Regions from separate parts of the Mus musculus genome. Here regions 2, 3 and 4 are each linked to region 1. Evidence: chromatin contacts called from public Hi-C and HiChIP or PLAC-seq data. All regions are on one chromosome and are shown on one strand. Each heading gives the region's core, a stretch centred on a gene start, on an enhancer-like site or on the middle of the called end of the contact. The rest is flanking DNA. Distances are from core to core; before and after follow the strand shown. Region 1 overlaps Gm34654 (a long non-coding RNA gene). Region 2 overlaps Elovl5 (ELOVL family member 5, elongation of long chain fatty acids (yeast)). Region 3 has its middle 22 kb from the start of Gcm1. Region 4 overlaps Gm39375 (a long non-coding RNA gene).

Region 1 (3,829 bases), core at 823-3,322:
GCTAATAGTTTACTTTGCTTCTCATTCCAAATTGCCATTCATTCATAGATTACAGACTGCCCTCCCAGCCTGAAAGCAGGCCAAGTCTTAACTCATGGTAAAAGGGAATACAGAATATAAAAATTGACAGCTGTAACTGAACTAAAAACTTCCTAGTCTGGCGATTTTCAATGTCTGTCTCAAAACCTGAGGTTGAGCAAGCACATAGCATGGCCACGTTCTCTGTTTGCATCCTCTCTCCTTGTGTGTCCACTTTACTACACAGGGACCCCCACTGAAGGAGAACATTGCAGACTCTCTTCATCATGTCCGATATGCTAAATGCTAAGTGCCAAGCAGTTGAGTTGTCTCACCTTGCTGAGGTCTGCTCCATTTTGAGTGAGCCACTCTTTAGCAAGGCCAGGTTAAACTTGACCCCAGACCACCCTAATCCAGAGGTCTGGGGAGTGAGGTAGTTGTGATTGTTAACCCTGTTGTTGCCATTTGTAACTGCTATGTAATTTTATATATAATAGACTGGTTTCTAAAGGAAGGCCTCAAGAGACCTTCGGATCCTAATTCATGAGTACTATGTCCCACTGAATAGTCACCGTGTTGGATGATGTGTGTGTGCTAAGCAAGGAGGTCTAATCATGGCTCTGGAGACCATGGAAGAAAGCTTCAAGAATTGGAAAATTCATGGCACATCCCATGTCACCTCAGAATCTAAAGCTGCACTCAGATCAGGTCAGAACGAGCTTCCCTCATGGACCAGAAAACCTGTGCACAAAGGTGTGTGTACAAAAAGAAGAGCTGTGTGGACATACAAAAATCTGAACTGAAATCTCATGCAAATGATATTTCTACACTTGCTGGCCTTTTCCCATATTTTCCTGCCTGAGAACGTCATCAAGTAGAAATAATAATAATTTTGTATAATAGCACACACATTTCTTTTCAAAATTGAACTGTTTCTAGTCTCTTAATTCTTCGTCTTCCTATAGCAAATAAGAATATCCTATTATAACCTGAACTATTAGTGATTCTTACTATATGTGGGATTCCCCTTCTTAATTGCACTTGAGGCCATGTAAGTCAATGAAGCCAGTGGGCACAGCAGTCTGAGCTAGCCAGTAAGCCCTACTTAAACAGACAGCACGTTTTTCTCAGCTTTCTTATGCTTCAGAGAGAGAGAGATCAAAAAATCTGGAAGTATTTTTAACCTATGGGCACTTTTTGAAAATTTTAATTTAATTAAACACTTTAATTAAAAAATAAAATAAAAATAAAAAATTTTAATTTAAAATAGATTTTTAAAATACAATATATTCTAACACAAATCCACACCCTTTCTTTCTCTGTCTTGTTAAACTACAAACAGACATCTAAAAATGTTATAATAATCATAATAAAATTAAATTAAATAAAACAAAAATGAACAAACTAGAATGAGATAGAACAAACAGAGGAAGAAAAAAAGGCAAAGGAAAAACTCAAGAAATGCGTGTAGTCATAGAGGCACACACATTTGCACACACAGAAATCCCACAAAAACACAAAACCAGAAACCATCCTGTAAATGCAAAGAGCCTGTCTGTAAAACAAAACAAACAACAACAATAACAACAAAAACCTGGCAAAGCATTAAGAGACTTTTAATGGCTGTTACCAGAGCTGGACTTCCTGTCCAGCAAGGAGACTAACTGGAAGTGTGGTTAGGAGAGGGTAGAATCATTACTCATCAGGAGAGAGCCGGTGCGGGAGTCTCAGGCCCTCAAGGCGGGCCCCACCCCCACCCCCAGCTGTGCACAGCCTCACAGCTGGAAAGTGCAGTTAGAGGATCCTGCTCCTCTGAGAACTGGCTGTTGGATCTTCCCTCTGTACAGACTGCTGGAGTCCTTTCAACATTTACTAGATGGTCTAACGGTCTACCACCCACAATAACTCTAAAATGTATATCTGAAAACCAACCACACGCTTTTACTGAAAGTTTCACATTGTTGGAAACAATCAAAACCATCTGTCTTACTAATAGATTGAAGTGACAGTGGCCAAGTTCCACCGAAGGCGGAGCCTAACAGTGCTAGGGCAGTCTATTAGCAAAGTGGTATTTGCATGCAAGGCTGAGGTAAGAGAAGAAGGAAGTCTCTAGGGGGATAACTTCCAGGTCAGAATACAAAATACTTTCCTGATTCATGATTTACATGAAATGATTTGAAAGGCATGAGTTGCTTCCCACCAAGTTGAAATTATGGTTGTCACAGAAACACTACGCTGTTAGATCTCACTACTAATAACACTGGAACATTTTGTTTTGAATATGTTTCTCTAGGGGAGAGGAAGTTCAGTTTAACACATGTATTCTTTGCTTTAGACAGAGTAAAAAAAAAATTGACATTCTTCCTCTGACTAAGCCGCTTGCTTTTGTTTCAAATCACAAACACATAAAAAACAAACAAACAAACAAACAAACAAACCCAAACAAACCAAAAACCCGATCAGTGAGAAACCGAGTCATAGGAAGTTAGTGGGAGTCTGAGCACACATCCCTAAGCTGTGGCCTGTCCCCCTCAGTTGTGACCTCTTACCAGCACATCCTTTGTAAGGAGACACTGGCATTCGGTGGAAACCAAAGCACCATCTCCTCTCGGTCTTTTTAGGGGCAGGCTTGTTGACACACATTCATAGCTGTGTGAGCCCTGGGGTGCTCTGGGGGAGGGGCAGGGCTGGGGAAACAGCTGCCCTGTTTATGAGACCTCAGAGTGGCCGGGTGACTGGGTAGCATAGAATCCCTATGGCCAATATTTTTAGATGGGCGTAGGAAATATCAAGAATACAAATTCAGGCAAAATAATAAATGATCTGAAGCAGGCTCAGACTCAGGAGAGCAGGAGCCAGGAGCAGTGAGGGGAATGGAGAAAGTCCAAGCAAGCAGGTGACAGACTTACAACAGGAAACCATGAGATTTCGGAAGGGTAATGCAGCCGCTAAATCTAAATAAATCGATTTTTACCTAAATGACTATTTTTGTGGTACTGTAAGTCAAACCTATAATGTATTTCTCTAAATACGTCTGGAGAACTCAAGGTAACATTAGGTTTTATAATGAACTTTATTAAACACAGCATCACAAGTATGGTATAAGAAAAACACTGATAAACTGGATTATTTTGATGGGTGGTGGTGATGGTGGTGGCAGTGTGTGTTTGTGTGTGACAAAAGCATGTGTGGAATCAGAAAACAACTTGTGGAATTTGGTTCTCACCTCCCATCTTCTCTAAGCAAGGTCTGTTTGTGCTGTTGTATGTTGTCCAAGCTAGTGTTCCTGCCACCCGTCTGGAGTGCTGGAACTGCAGAGATGTGTCATCGATTTGGCTGTTGTTGTTGTTACTATTGTTGTTATTTTACTGTGTGTGTGTTCGTGTGTGTGTGTGTGTGTGTGTGTGTGTGTGTGTGTGTGTGTGTCCTCACCCACATGTGGGTGTCAGAGCCAGCTTATGGACATCAGTTCAGTTCTCTCCTTCCTTCCACCATGAGGGTTCCTGTGATCAAACTCAATTCAGTGGGTTTGCCTGGAAATTGAGCCATTCGGTCAGCCCAATAAACTAGATTTAAATTTTTAAAAAAGCTCTACAAGGCTCTGGTATGTATACACACACACATACACACACACTAATAATAATAATAATAATAATAATAATAATAATAATAATAATAATTTCTTTTTAATCTTCAAAAATAAATCCAGTGCTCTACATGGCTGGTAGGTGGTGGGGTCAGTACATAAACACTTGCCCACCATAACGTCTAGAGTTTGGTCCCCAGAATGCACATAGAAACCAGGCTGGTA
Region 2 (3,912 bases), core at 392-2,891, 140 kb after region 1:
GTTCACCCACCACAGGAAGAAGATGGTTGTTCATTGCATAAGCTGGAGAAAAAAGAAAGCTTAGTGGTCACAATTACCCCAACATTCCATTTCTGCACGAGAAACCACACAGAGCAGTGATCCGCCATGGTTACCTGGATCCTTAGGAACGCTTGCCCTGGGGCTAGGGTTGTGACCAGCTGCTATGGGTGCTCTTGGAAATACACAATACAAAAGAATAAGGTGCTGAGCTGAACCTTTAAGTAAAGGATATGGAAATTTTATAGGTAAATACTTAGCTTCGCTAGCTGGTAAGTGAAAACGTTACTTTCTCAGCATATACTGCTAAGGCCCAGAGCTGAGATCAAAAGGTGTTAGGGGCCCCTTCCTTGTGGTCTCTGGGGCCAGCCACTTCCCTGAAGGACCAACATTGCCATCCGCCACTACTGTATCATAACTGGTGGCGTGGGGAGTAGAGGCAGCAGCTCTGACTGAAACAAGTGAAAGCAAGGTGCGGCGGACTGGCTGGACGGGGTCAAGTGTCTGCATAGAAGGAAGACTGGCATGTAGTTCCCCAAAGGGAGCGTGTTCCTCTTCCCTGCGAGGCCAGGGGAGGAGATGAGGGCGAGAGCGAGGCCGTCCAGTAGAGCAGTGGCTGGAGGCTGCTTCTAGCATGCGCTTGGGTTTCTTCCCTTTCTTTGTCCTGCCTAGGAGACGGGGTAAGAGTGGGGTGTCCTCTGAGTCAGGGTGGGTCTCTACCCTAAAAACATGAGCTCAGGGGTTCTCAGCCTGTGGGTCAGGACCCTTTGGGACCAAATGACTTTTTCACAGGGGTCATATATTAGATATCCTGCATTATCAGATACTTACAATTCATAACAATAGCAAAATTACAGATATGAAGTAGCAATGAAAATTATTTTATGGTAGGGGGTCACCACAACATGAGGAATTGTATTAAAAGGTCGAAGCACTGGGAAGGTTGAGGACCACTGCCTTGCATAGTCCCGAGTCTGATCATGGCCGAGCCAATAGTGGTCCATTCTTTTTACTCACTGGCCTCTATTGCTGGCTCCCCAGTCAGACCCAGTGTCCCTCACCTGGCTGAAGGGCACACTGCTTGTGCCTGCACGTGCCGGGCACTCACTGAGCTGGAAGGCTTTTGAATGCAAACTACCATCTCTTAAGTTTTCCAATTCCACATTAATTCAGTAAGCATAATAAACTTAGTGGGTAGTTTGACTTTCTATTTTCTTTCAGATTCTTTGAAAGCATGTTTATATTATTTTACTTAGCGTAAACACAAGTAATAAATTATTCTAAACCTGTATCAAAAGAGCTTTGCTTTATTTGATGTATATTTGTATGTGGTTTGCTTTTATTGTATTGCCCAGACTAAAGGCAACATGAGTGTCAGGTGGCTTTGGAAGTGGTCTCCCTTATGTGTTGACGACTAAATGTTTTCCTTCTGTTGGTTTTCAGATACAAGAGTCAAAGGATGGTTCCTCCTGGACAATTACATCCCTACGTTTGTCTGTTCTGTTATTTACTTACTCATTGTATGGCTGGGACCAAAATACATGAAGAACCGGCAGCCGTTCTCTTGCCGAGGCATCCTGCAGTTGTATAACCTTGGACTCACCCTGCTGTCTCTCTACATGTTCTATGAGGTAGGTCAGTGGCTCTAGGGCTTCCTTCCACGGAGCTGTGCTGCTGTGGCCGCCTGAGGTGTGTCCCTACGTGAAGAAAGGCATCTGTTTCACTCGGGAGAAAGAGGGACAGCGAGTCCGTTAATGCATTTTAAGTAGGTTTTGAAGTGGATCTTTATAAACCAGATGTCTGTACAGATGTCCCCTGGAATACCTCAAAGGAGAAGCTTTGGTTGCTGAGTTTTTGTCGCTCGTGTTTTGTGTGGCACACTGAGAACTAAGCTAAATAGCTTCAAAAACATTCTTATTCGCGTAACAGATAGGCTGGAAAACAAAGGAAGGTTGAAGAGCGGATCTGGGTACATTTTATTATTAATAAATGCTTGCTTCTCGTGTGGAGGAGGAAGTGGGTGGGACAGTGGGAAATTCTGTGGCAATTCAGCTTTTGTTTTGATCTGGTAACTTGTCAGATCTCACAAGTTCTGTTTTTAAAGTGTCGCTGTCCATATTCATTGCGCATGGCACTCTTGTGTGGGACACTGTGTTGTGTATAAGCTGATTTTAGAAGCTAGGTCACGTGAGTGGTAAGATCCTCATTTGGAATCTTAGATGGGTGTGTGTGAGTTTGGGCCCAGTCATTCTTTCACGTGGCTAGAATGTTTTGGCTAAAAGGCAAATAATCAGAGTCAACACTTCAGTTCTCCTCCCTATTTTGCAAGGGATAATGATACAGTCCGTAAAGCCAGGAAGACAGGGAATGTTGTCCCTCATTGGTCAGCATGGTTCATCTGTGTCTCTTGGAAGGACTCTATTTTCCAGGCTCACATTAGCCTTTTGCTAAATCCCCTCCATACAGAGAATTCCGATCTACCCACAAAATGGACGTATTCCGATATTCTTAGGTGTTCCGGCAGCTTCAGTTCTCCGGGGAGGTGGTAGAGAAAAGAATAGGGGAGGGGAGGAGGGGCCTGTCGTGGTGGCTTCCAGGCTCATACTGCTCAGGGATGGGAGCTAGTAGAAATTGCCATGACCACTGGAGGATCCCCTCCAGCAGAAGGATGTGCTCGTCCGGTCCTGCCCGTACCCTCTCCCTGGGTAGAGATGCTCGCCTGTGAGAACAGCTCTGCCATCGCTTTTATGTTTAACTCTTAGAGAAGTGCTTACAACCAGTTTGGTTTCCTATTTTTTTATTTTTCTTTTTTGTTTTCTGTTTTGTTGTTGTTTTGTTTTGTTTTTCTTTTCTTTTCTTTCTTTTTTTTTTTTTTTTTTTTCTGTTCCTCTCTAGAATGAAGGCCCTCTCTGCTCTAAGATGGAGAGTGCAGGCCTGGAGGCAGGAGCCGAGTGTGTGCATGACACCTGGCCCAGTGCTGGGAGCTGCTCTCCTGCTCCAGGGACAGACTGCAGCAGCCGTCGGGTTCCAGAGCGAACTTTTCTCTCACTAATGGAACAGTGATAATACCATTTCTTTAACGAAGCTTATGTAGAGCTTATAGACTTTAATATTGTACATAGTATATTCTAGAAACAGTTCATTTAAGTTGATTGACTTTTGGAGAGCCTCAGTGTGTGCCTTCAGTGTTGCATGTTTCACAAGCCCAGATGAGATAGTTATAGTGTCATTTAACTTTGTATATAGATATCTCCGAAGTCACGAGAAGAAAATTGCTGTATAAACTGGCAGTTTGTGCATCTGATTTAGGGACTTCCAGGCAGCCTGTATTGAAAGCATAGATTTCTTTCTAGCAGTATGGCCCAGATGAGTACTTTCAGGTATACAGAGGAAATCCCACCCATGACCCTTAAGCTTGCAGGACATAAAGGGCAACACACCAGCATTCGGATCGCTCCTGCTGCGGGAGCAGCCCCAAGCCCTTCAGCACGGTCACCATACACAACATTGGTTCTGTCCTTCCATGGACTAAAAGGGTCCACCACACTATAGTAGTGACTGTAGTGTGTCCTTGTCAAGTCTGGGACTTCATTTCAGTTCCTTTTTCTAGAACTAGCATTTGTATTCTGTGAACTAAGAAGACACAGTAGGGCAGCCATGAAGCCTTACCGGCTACGCTGAGGAGGTTGTGAGGCCCTTGGGGTGCAGTGTCACGCACGCCAGTCTCTAGTTACCTTCCTGCTTCCGAGGCTGTAAGGAATTGTTTCTTTTAAGCAAATATATAGTCATTGGTATTTTGGTTTATTAACTACAGATATGCCTTGACATGTTCTGAATCAATACAAGGAAAAGTAATGGCCACAAAAAGGAAACACAGAAGTCTTCTTAAACGAG
Region 3 (4,225 bases), core at 510-3,009, 250 kb after region 1:
ATTATAGTAAGTTTTCCCCTAGGGCTTATGGCTTGCTTATCCATAGGTTCTTGCCTCAATATTAGTGCCAGGTATGGGTTTCATATGATGGAGTGGTTGGTTACTCTCATTATGTTCCTGCCACTATTGTGTATCTTTGTTATTGTAGCTAGCTTGCAGAGTCCTCAGCTGGGTGTAATTGATTTTCATTTTTCTTCTTTAGTAATAACCATCCGTTAGTTAAGGAACTCTTAGAATGGAGGCATGGGGTTTGAGAAGTGCCGATGTAGCTCATGGACTGTGGCTGTGGTAAGAGTATACTTAGTAATAGTGCCTCAAAGACATCCCTGTCATAATTTCCGCAATGCTGACGTGATCTTCTTTGGATCCAGACCCACTAAATAGACCTGCCTCAGTTTTATGAGTGTCCTGGTTAGCTTTGACTGTCAACTTCGCATTACCTGGGAGGGAATCTCACTTGAGGATGGTCTGAGTGTGTGTCTGTGAAGGTTGGTCTTGATTGTCAATTGATGTAGGAGGTCTCAGCCCACTGTGAGCAGTACCATTCCCCAGACAGGTCATCCTGCCTGGGTTGCGTAAGAAACCTAGTTAAGCATGTGAGGGAGCCACAGGGACCCTTCCTCCATGGTTTCTGATGTACTGCCTTGGCTGTGAGTTCCCCAGTCAGAGGTAATGTACCCTAGGATAGCAATCAGTCTTGCTATTGGGTTCGGCCTTTGATTTCTGGCCCTGACTTCTCCCAGAGATGGACTGTGACCTGAAAGTGACAGATGAGACAGATGCTCTCCTCCTTTTAGTTGCCCTCAGTCAGCGTTTTATCCCAGCGACAGAATGTAGCCAGAACCGTGAGGAGCTTGCGTATTGCTCTCTCTTGTGCTGTACTTACTTGCAGTCAGCAGTTCATCTTGAGTTCCTTTCCCCCATCTCCTTTTGCATTTAATGATGGGATTAGTTGATTTTAAACAGTGTCTCACTAGAGAGCCCAGGCTGGCCTCAAACTTGTGAACCTCCTATCTCAGCCTCCTAAACTGAGGATTACAGATAAATGTCCCCATGACGGACTCTGAAGACAGCCTTTCAAACTGATGCGAGGTGGTATCTCACTGCACTTCTGCGATGCATATTCATAGTGAGAAAATTCATATATTTTAGGCCATTTCTATTTCTTCTTTTGTTACAGGGTTGGTTTGCTTGTTTTTAAATGCGCATTGGTGTTTTACACACGAGTATGTCTGTGTGAGGGTGTCAGATGCTCTGGAAGTGGACTTACAGAGAGTTGTGAGCTGCCTTGTGGGCCTTGGGAATTGAACTGAGCCCTCTGGGAGAGCAGACAGCTCTTAACCACTGAGCCATCTCTCCAGCCCCTTGATTTCCTCTTTTTTTTTTTTTTTGGTTTGGTTTTTTTTTTTTTTTTGTTATTGTTGTTGTTTTTCAAGACAGGGTTTCTCTGTGCAGTCCTGGAACTCACTTTGTAGACCAGGCTGGCCTCAAACTCAGAAATCCACCTGCCTCTGCTTCCCAAGTGCTAGGATTAAAGGCGTAGGCCACCACCACCCAGCTGATTTCCTCTTTTAAACATTATAGATCACTTGCTTATTTTTAACATTTTTTTTGAGTGCTGTGCATTTTCTGTATATTAACTCCCTGTCAAACGAATAGCCTGCAACCATTTCCTCCTGGTGTGAAGATCACACCATCACTCCTGTTTTCTGGGCCATTCAGAGCTTTTTGGTTTCATTTAATACTGTCATTTTTACGCTTCTGTTTCCTGGGCTTTTGCGGGTTTCACCCAGGAAGTCACTGAACGTAGGACTATCTTGAAGAATCTCCCCCAGCACTTCCTTCTAGAAATTTCAGAGTTTGAATCCTTACTTTTAGGCTTAAATTTTGCAAGGATGAGAGGCAAGGGTTAGGTTTTTGTCTTCTGCGGGTGTGTGTCCAATTTTCTCAGCTCTGTTTGCAGAAGGGGCTGAGTGCAGGCAGTGGTCGGCTTTGTGATGAATCAGCTGTGGAGGCTTGTTTCCAGGATCAACAGGCTGTTCAACCGCGCGCGCGCGCACACACACACACACACACACACACACACCACAAAGATATGTATGTAACAATAATAGTCAAAGAGAAAGAGGCTACCAAATGGAGAGTAAAGGCGCAGTGGAGGGAGGTGTTGAAGAGAGGAAAGGGAAATGGAAAGTGATTTAATTATTTTTCATTTTAGAAACATAATTTAAGGACTGGAGAGATGGCTCAGCGGTTAAGAGCACTGACTGCTCTTCCGAAGGTCCTGAGTTCAAATCCCAGAAACCACATGGTGGCTCACAACCATCCGTAATGAGATCTGACACCCTCTTCTGGTGTGTCTAAAGACAGCTACAGTGTACTTACATATAATAAATAAATAAATAAATCTTTAAAAAAAAACCTATAATTTAAAAGGTATACCTAATTAGGTCTTAACAAAGGCCTGTGGATAAATCTTTTTTAATGTTTTATTGATTATTTGTGAATTTCACATCATGAACCCCAATCCTACTCATTTTCCTGTCCCATCATCACGTCTGCCTTCTGCCCTTGTAACCTCCCCCACAAAAGAAAAAAAAATCTTGTGGAAGCTGTAGTGTGTCACAGTATGTCACACGGTATTCCCTTTTGTCCACACATCTTTACTTGCAAATGTTCATTGCAATGAGTCATTGGTCTGTTTCGAGGCCCCTGGCTTCTAGTATGCTATATCAATACTGGATTCCCACCTGGACTCTTCTGATATTCTGCTGTTGTTTCCAATTCTGTCTCTCTTCACAGCACATAAACTACTCAGCTCTTTTTCCTCGTCTTCTGTTTCTCCACCTCCTATTCGCTCTTCCTTCTGTTCCACCACTCCACCATCTACTTAATCTCTTCCTACTGTGCCTGGCACAATTTCACTTCTGACTCTAATTAATCAAACAATTAAGATCTACTGTGATAAGCTTCTGAATGGGAAAGAATAGGTTAGTACAAGCAGGTTTTCATTAGGCTTCATTAGGGAGGAAAGTCTGGGCCCTTCTTATTTATTTATTTATTTATTTATTTATTTATTTATTATTCTGAAGTAAAGTCTGTCATAGAGATCTGGGCAATTTTCTACACTTACTGAAGATGTCACTTCCTTTAAGAACCAACAAGACTGACTTTTAATTCCTTGGAGATTATTGTTGTTGTTGCTATCATTATATTATTATTATTATTAATCATTATCACCCTCCCAGAATCCCTGCTCTCCTGTGTCCGCCACCACAGGCGTGGTCAGTTACAGATCATGCCTCTGGTTTTTCATGGTAATGCCAGCTTTGCAAAATACATTTGGAGGTGTTCCTTCTTTTTCTATTTTATGGATAGGTGTGAGGAGGGTCAGGGTTAATTCTTCTTCGAGGATTATAGTGAATCCACCTAGACTTGGATTTATTTTGCTTCAATTTTGATGTTTGTTTAATTTTTTTTTTATCTCATCCTGGTTTAACTTTAGTAGATTATATGCACCGAGAAAGTCACCAATCTCCTGGCTTAGTGGACGATAAGTTTTAAGGTATATCCTCCTCATGATTATATGAACTTCATTTTTATTGTTGTAATTCCTATCTTTTAAAGTCTAAATTTATTTATTTGGATCTTCTCTCTTTTGATCAGTTTGGCTGAGATTTGTTTGTTTGTTTTTTTTAAACATTTTTCTATTTATTTCATGCATGTGAGTATACTGTAGCCATCTTTGGACACGCCAGAAGAGTGCCTTGGATCCCATTACAGATGGTTGTGAGCTACCATGTGGTTGCTGGGGATTGAACTCAGGACCTCTGGAAGAGCAATCAGTGCTCTTAACCGCTGAGTCATCTCTCCAGCCCTGGTTTGGCTGAGTTTTATCAGTCTTGTTTATCGCTCCATGAACCAATTTTATTTCATTGGCTTTGTGGTTGTCTTATTGTTTCTATTTCTTCATTTCTTCCCTGTCTTAGTTATTCTTGCACCTGATGCTTTTGAGTTTGACCTGCTCATGTTTTTCCAAGGCCCCAAGGTCAGGCATCTTTTGATGTAAAACGATGGATGTTGGGTCAACAAAGACTTTCCACTGAGATTTTTCCTTGACTTACTGCCATCATCGTCTCCAGCATCATTTCAATGTGATTTTCCCCAATATTTATTTATTTTACAATTTATTTACTTGTTTATGCAGAGTCATATGTGTGCATGT
Region 4 (3,934 bases), core at 901-3,400, 200 kb after region 1:
GACAGGCCCAGAGAAAGGACACTTCAGCTTCAACAGCTAGATTCCCTCAATGGTGTCTCAGTCTCCTCCCCAAACGTAGCTCTTGTGCAGGCTTGAAAAACAAGCTTAAAATACTTCTGTGTCTTAATGTTTCCTTCTCTGGGAGCTCATAGCTCCTCTGCTGTTCCAGCCACAGGAAAGAAACCTTATTTAAAGTGTTCTATGCCAGGTTGGAGAGATAGTTCAGCATTTAAAAGCACTGACTGCTCTTGCAAGAAGACCCAGATTTGATTCCCAGAAGTCACATGGTGGCTCACAACTGTTTAAAACTTCAGTTCCAGAGAATTCAGTGACTCCTCGGACATATAAGTGGTACACAGACATACATGCAGGCAAAAACTCTTTATTATTTATTTTACAAATAAAATTAAAATAAACAAACTCTTCTACTCTGGCAAGATGAGGTCATTTGTCAGCAACTTAGGTCTGCGTAGACTCTTCTGCAGGCTGGGTCACCTTTTCCACAAGTCCTTCAGGCCTATCTCTCTCCCCATAGCTGCTCAGCTGCTGAAATCCACAGCCTTGTCTGGGGGCTTCTTTGGTCTCCAGGTCTAAGCCAGTGACCTCACATTTTCAGAGAGGAGCAGTCTGATCCTCGAGTGTGGCAGAAATCTCTCAGGCTTTTCTTGCCAAAGAGATAAGCTTGTGGTTTCTTCCTTATACAGGGAATTTCGTTCCGCCTCAGTGCAATTGCTCCCAGCTGCAGGCTCTGCCTTCTCTCCTGCTCTCCACACCCCAACCCGACCACCCCACAGCTCAGGCAAACAGTCCGAAGGAAGAAAAGCCTCCTCTGGCATCCCACTCCCCATGCGGGAATGAATGCCTCTGTTGGGCCAGTCAGTTACCATGACAGCAGGTTGTTGTAAGGTCAGGCTGACCCTCGTTCTTTGTCCTCTATATCACGGGTCTTGTTTTTCCACCTATTAAAACAGAACATGAGGCTCTTGCCACGTGTGGCTGACCAGCCTGGGATTTCCACCCTCCCGAACTATGTGTTAAATAAGCCTCTTGGCCCATAAACTCCAGAGTTTCTTGTATTCTATCCTAACGAGAATAACCAGTCACTTCCCTGTCAGCAGCCTCCATGGATCTTAGGTAACATCCAAACCTTTAGCAAGCTCTGGACTCTACCTTCCTGGCCTAGACCATCGGTGGCGGATGGATGCGCTTTCCATGAACACACACACTAGAACCTCCTTAGGTATTGTGAGCTGTGAAGACAGACCGTGAAGGAAAGTGGCTTGCTGGAGGTGGGGGTGCTTGGCTTCTGTGGTGGGGGAGTCTTCTCCCGCTGATATTTGGCTGAGACTCAAGCATGAAGGGAAAATTAAGAGCCAATCTCCCATGTTCCAGCTGCAGTGGCCTCTTTCTGTCTCTCAAACTCTTTGGCTTTGTGCTTCTGCCTCCTCGACCCTCCTGGCTGGCCCATTAAGATCCAGAGATATCATCTGTTACAGTGTCCGGAGGACCTGTGACAGCTCACTGAATCGACTTGCAGGCTGACTCTAAGTTATTTTGCTGTCTAAAGGTCTGGGGCTCCTGTCTGCCGACCACTCTCCTCCAGGGGTAGGCTCTAAGGCCTCAGTGGATGCTTGAAGCTGAGGTGGACACCAGACCCAGACAGAGGCACCGTGATGCTGTGGCGGTGCTGCCAGCTGACTGATGGGCACAGAGTGTACACAGCCGGGTGTACAGGAAGCAGGAGTGATTCATACCCCATGCAGGGCAGGGCAGGACACAGATTTCATCATACTGCTCAGAATAAAATGTAGTTTCCAGCACAGGCATCGGTTATGCTCAGAACTTTCCACTGAACAATTTCAGAGCATATTTAAGCAGGGAACTGAAACCACAGATAAGGTTGAGGACCGCTCTGATGTAATAAGGTTTACATTTGGCTAATGGGGTGGGGTGGGAGACAAAGTCCAGTCTGTAGGATCAAGAATGCTTTTATTTCTCTTTACAACTTTATGTTCGACCTGGTGTGATTAGCTTTTCTGCCCTAGGGCTGTTCTGAAAACTTCTGACAGCTCCTTGCCCCCTCTACCCCCACCACATCACTGGATATCCTGATGAGTCCCCAGTGTGCCAGATCAGAGATGGTCCAGGTCAGGGCATCTGGAAATGAAAGTGACCCTTTCAGGAGTTTACGCCAGCCAGCCATGGCTATGACATTCAAAGGATAGTTGACTTATTAACTTGGACCTTAGGTAATCTTTCTTTTTTTTTTAAGATTTATTTATTATTATATGTAAATACACTGTAGCTGTCTTCAGACACACCAGAAGAGGGAGTCAGATCTTGTTACGGATGGTTGTGAGCCACCATGTGGTTGCTGGGATTTGAACTCTGGACCTTCGGAAGACCAATCGGGTACTCTTACCCACTGAGCCATCTCTCCAGCCCTTAGCTAATCTTTCTATTACAGCTTCTCCTAATTGCCCAAACCATCACTCGCCAATGTTGTTCCCTCCCACGATAAATCACGTCCAGATTACCTGCTCAGTAAGGGTTTTCTGTTCTTTTCAACTTCCCCTCCTCATTCTAGGTTGCGGTTACACACCCTGGAACGTATGTGCACGTTAGGAGCCGATGTCCACCTTACCCCTTGAGGACTGTCACGGGTGTTTAGACCATCCAGAGCACCACTCACTGTTATCAAAACATTTTTTTAAAAATCCCATTAACATTAAAAACTTTTATTCATGTGTAGGTATACATATAAAGGTCAAAAGACAATTTGCACTAGTTGACTCCTTCCTTCCACGTGTAGGACTCGGGGAATCAAACTCAGAGTGGCAGCCTTGGTAGCAAGCACCGCTGTCAGCAAGCCATCTCACCATGTTTCCCACCGCGACAGGCTGTTTTTCATTCACAAGTTCTCTGTGTTAACATGTTTCCATTTACCAAGGCCATAGACATTAGCTGCACATGATTGGGAGATAATTGAAATGTGGTTCAGACAACTAATGAATGCATTGTTAGTGGGTTTTTTTTTTTTTTGAAAATTCTTCAGAAAAGACAGCAAATGAGATAATTTATTTGACTACAAGGGAGATCAGAAGCGGTAAGGCCACCATAGGTCTGGGGTAGAGGCTAACGGGGACTGTTTTGGTTGTGAGCAAGGTGGCCTCTTGGGGTGCTTTCTATGATAAGATGGTGGTCAGGTTCAGAGCCAGTGACGCAACTCACTAACTAATTTAAGACTCGGACCTGTGCCTCAGCCTCCGGCCCCCTCACCTCTGCTCCCGCAGCTTCTGTGGGTGCACAAGCTGTGTTACCCAGACCCCTGCCTCCTTTTTCTTCCTTGTCCTTCAGCCCACTCACTCACTCCCTCCTCTGCACTCTCAGGAGGCAGGAGTTTCAAACATGGTGACAAGGCCTGCAGGCAAAAGCATTGTGTTAGCGATTACACTACTCAGAAAGCTTGACTTGAGCTTATGATATTAAAAATCCATCTCAGCCGGGCGTGGTGGCACACGTCTTTAATCCCAGCACTTGGGAGGCAGAGGCAGGCGGATATCTGAGTTCAAGGCCAGCCTGGTCTACAGAGTGAGTTCCAGGACAGCCAGGGCTATACAGAGAAACCCTGTCTCAAAAAACCAAAAACCAAAAACCAAAACAAAAATCCATCTCATTTCTCTTGTATTAGTGAGGGTTTGTTTTTGGTTTTTGGTTTTTAGATAGAGTTTTGCTATGTAGTCCAGGCTGGCATCGAAACCACAATTCTTCTGCCTCCCCAGTGCTGAGATTACAGTCATGTGACACTGTGCCTGGCTTTAGGGACATCTTTTTTAAAAAAGCAAAGCAAAAATGTATGGGTTTCCTGATGACATCATTATGCACACCATGACATCATTATGCACATATGTCCTTACTTTGCTCTTAGTTGACT

Evidence for each region. A called contact is a pair of places that touch in the nucleus more often than the background predicts. HiChIP or PLAC-seq counts read pairs in DNA pulled down with a chosen protein or histone mark.
Region 2: a Hi-C map of bone marrow-derived macrophages shows a contact between it and region 1, with 41 read pairs. The contact joins two enhancer-like sites. A contact is called at or near these places in 1 of 15 datasets of contacts at CTCF or cohesin (large pre-B cells), 3 of 484 Hi-C or Micro-C datasets (Sertoli cells, bone marrow-derived macrophages and peritoneal macrophages), 10 of 115 datasets of contacts at active chromatin or transcription factors (the 230-238 cell line, VIP interneurons, bone marrow-derived dendritic cells and 3 more) and 1 of 9 other capture datasets (embryonic stem cells).
Region 3: an H3K4me3 HiChIP or PLAC-seq map of bone marrow-derived macrophages shows a contact between it and region 1, with 3 times the contacts expected there. The contact joins two enhancer-like sites. A contact is called at or near these places in 8 of 484 Hi-C or Micro-C datasets (the HPC-7 cell line, bone marrow-derived dendritic cells, bone marrow-derived macrophages and 2 more), 4 of 115 datasets of contacts at active chromatin or transcription factors (bone marrow-derived macrophages, double positive thymocytes, embryonic fibroblasts and 1 more) and 2 of 9 other capture datasets (adipose tissue and liver).
Region 4: a contact with region 1 is called in an H3K27ac HiChIP or PLAC-seq map of embryonic fibroblasts, with 5 times the contacts expected there. The contact joins two enhancer-like sites. A contact is called at or near these places in 2 of 39 promoter capture datasets (embryonic stem cells and neural stem cells), 8 of 15 datasets of contacts at CTCF or cohesin (CD8 T cells, the G1E-ER4 cell line, the NIH/3T3 cell line and 3 more), 78 of 484 Hi-C or Micro-C datasets (the 4T1 cell line, 8-cell embryo, B cells and 36 more), 29 of 115 datasets of contacts at active chromatin or transcription factors (the 3134 cell line, CD4 T cells, CD8 T cells and 18 more) and 1 of 9 other capture datasets (pancreatic islet).

The regions. Positions count from the first base shown.
Region 1 is chr9:77,823,744-77,827,572 of GRCm38.p6, forward strand. All of the region lies in intron 1 of Gm34654 (a long non-coding RNA gene), which reads right to left. Among named protein-coding and RNA genes, the nearest start is that of Gm34654, 26 kb to the right of the region's middle. Within about 2 kb of position 2,073, at least 162 of the 459 cell types and tissues checked have an H3K27ac peak or open chromatin away from gene starts, as enhancers often do. A contact at or near this core is called in the MC38 cell line, the NIH/3T3 cell line, bone marrow-derived macrophages and 7 more, where this site is marked.
Region 2 is chr9:77,959,405-77,963,316 of GRCm38.p6, forward strand. It overlaps Elovl5 (ELOVL family member 5, elongation of long chain fatty acids (yeast)), which reads left to right. Exons shown (of 8, transcript NM_134255.3): 3 at 1,462-1,649. It overlaps Gm34771 (a long non-coding RNA gene), which reads right to left. Exons shown (of 3, transcript XR_003948188.1): 3 at 3,799-3,912. Among named protein-coding and RNA genes, the nearest start is that of Gm34771, 7.2 kb to the right of the region's middle. Within about 2 kb of position 1,642, at least 23 of the 459 cell types and tissues checked have an H3K27ac peak or open chromatin away from gene starts, as enhancers often do. A contact at or near this core is called in bone marrow-derived macrophages, where this site is marked.
Region 3 is chr9:78,072,147-78,076,371 of GRCm38.p6, forward strand. No RefSeq gene overlaps it. Among named protein-coding and RNA genes, the nearest start is that of Gcm1, 22 kb to the left of the region's middle. Within about 2 kb of position 1,760, at least 27 of the 459 cell types and tissues checked have an H3K27ac peak or open chromatin away from gene starts, as enhancers often do. A contact at or near this core is called in bone marrow-derived macrophages, where this site is marked.
Region 4 is chr9:78,020,616-78,024,549 of GRCm38.p6, forward strand. Gm39375 (a long non-coding RNA gene) reads left to right here. Exons shown (of 4, transcript XR_870937.1): 4 at 1-88. Among named protein-coding and RNA genes, the nearest start is that of Gm23609, 8.5 kb to the left of the region's middle. Within about 2 kb of position 2,151, at least 175 of the 459 cell types and tissues checked have an H3K27ac peak or open chromatin away from gene starts, as enhancers often do. A contact at or near this core is called in the MC38 cell line, the NIH/3T3 cell line, bone marrow-derived macrophages and 7 more, where this site is marked.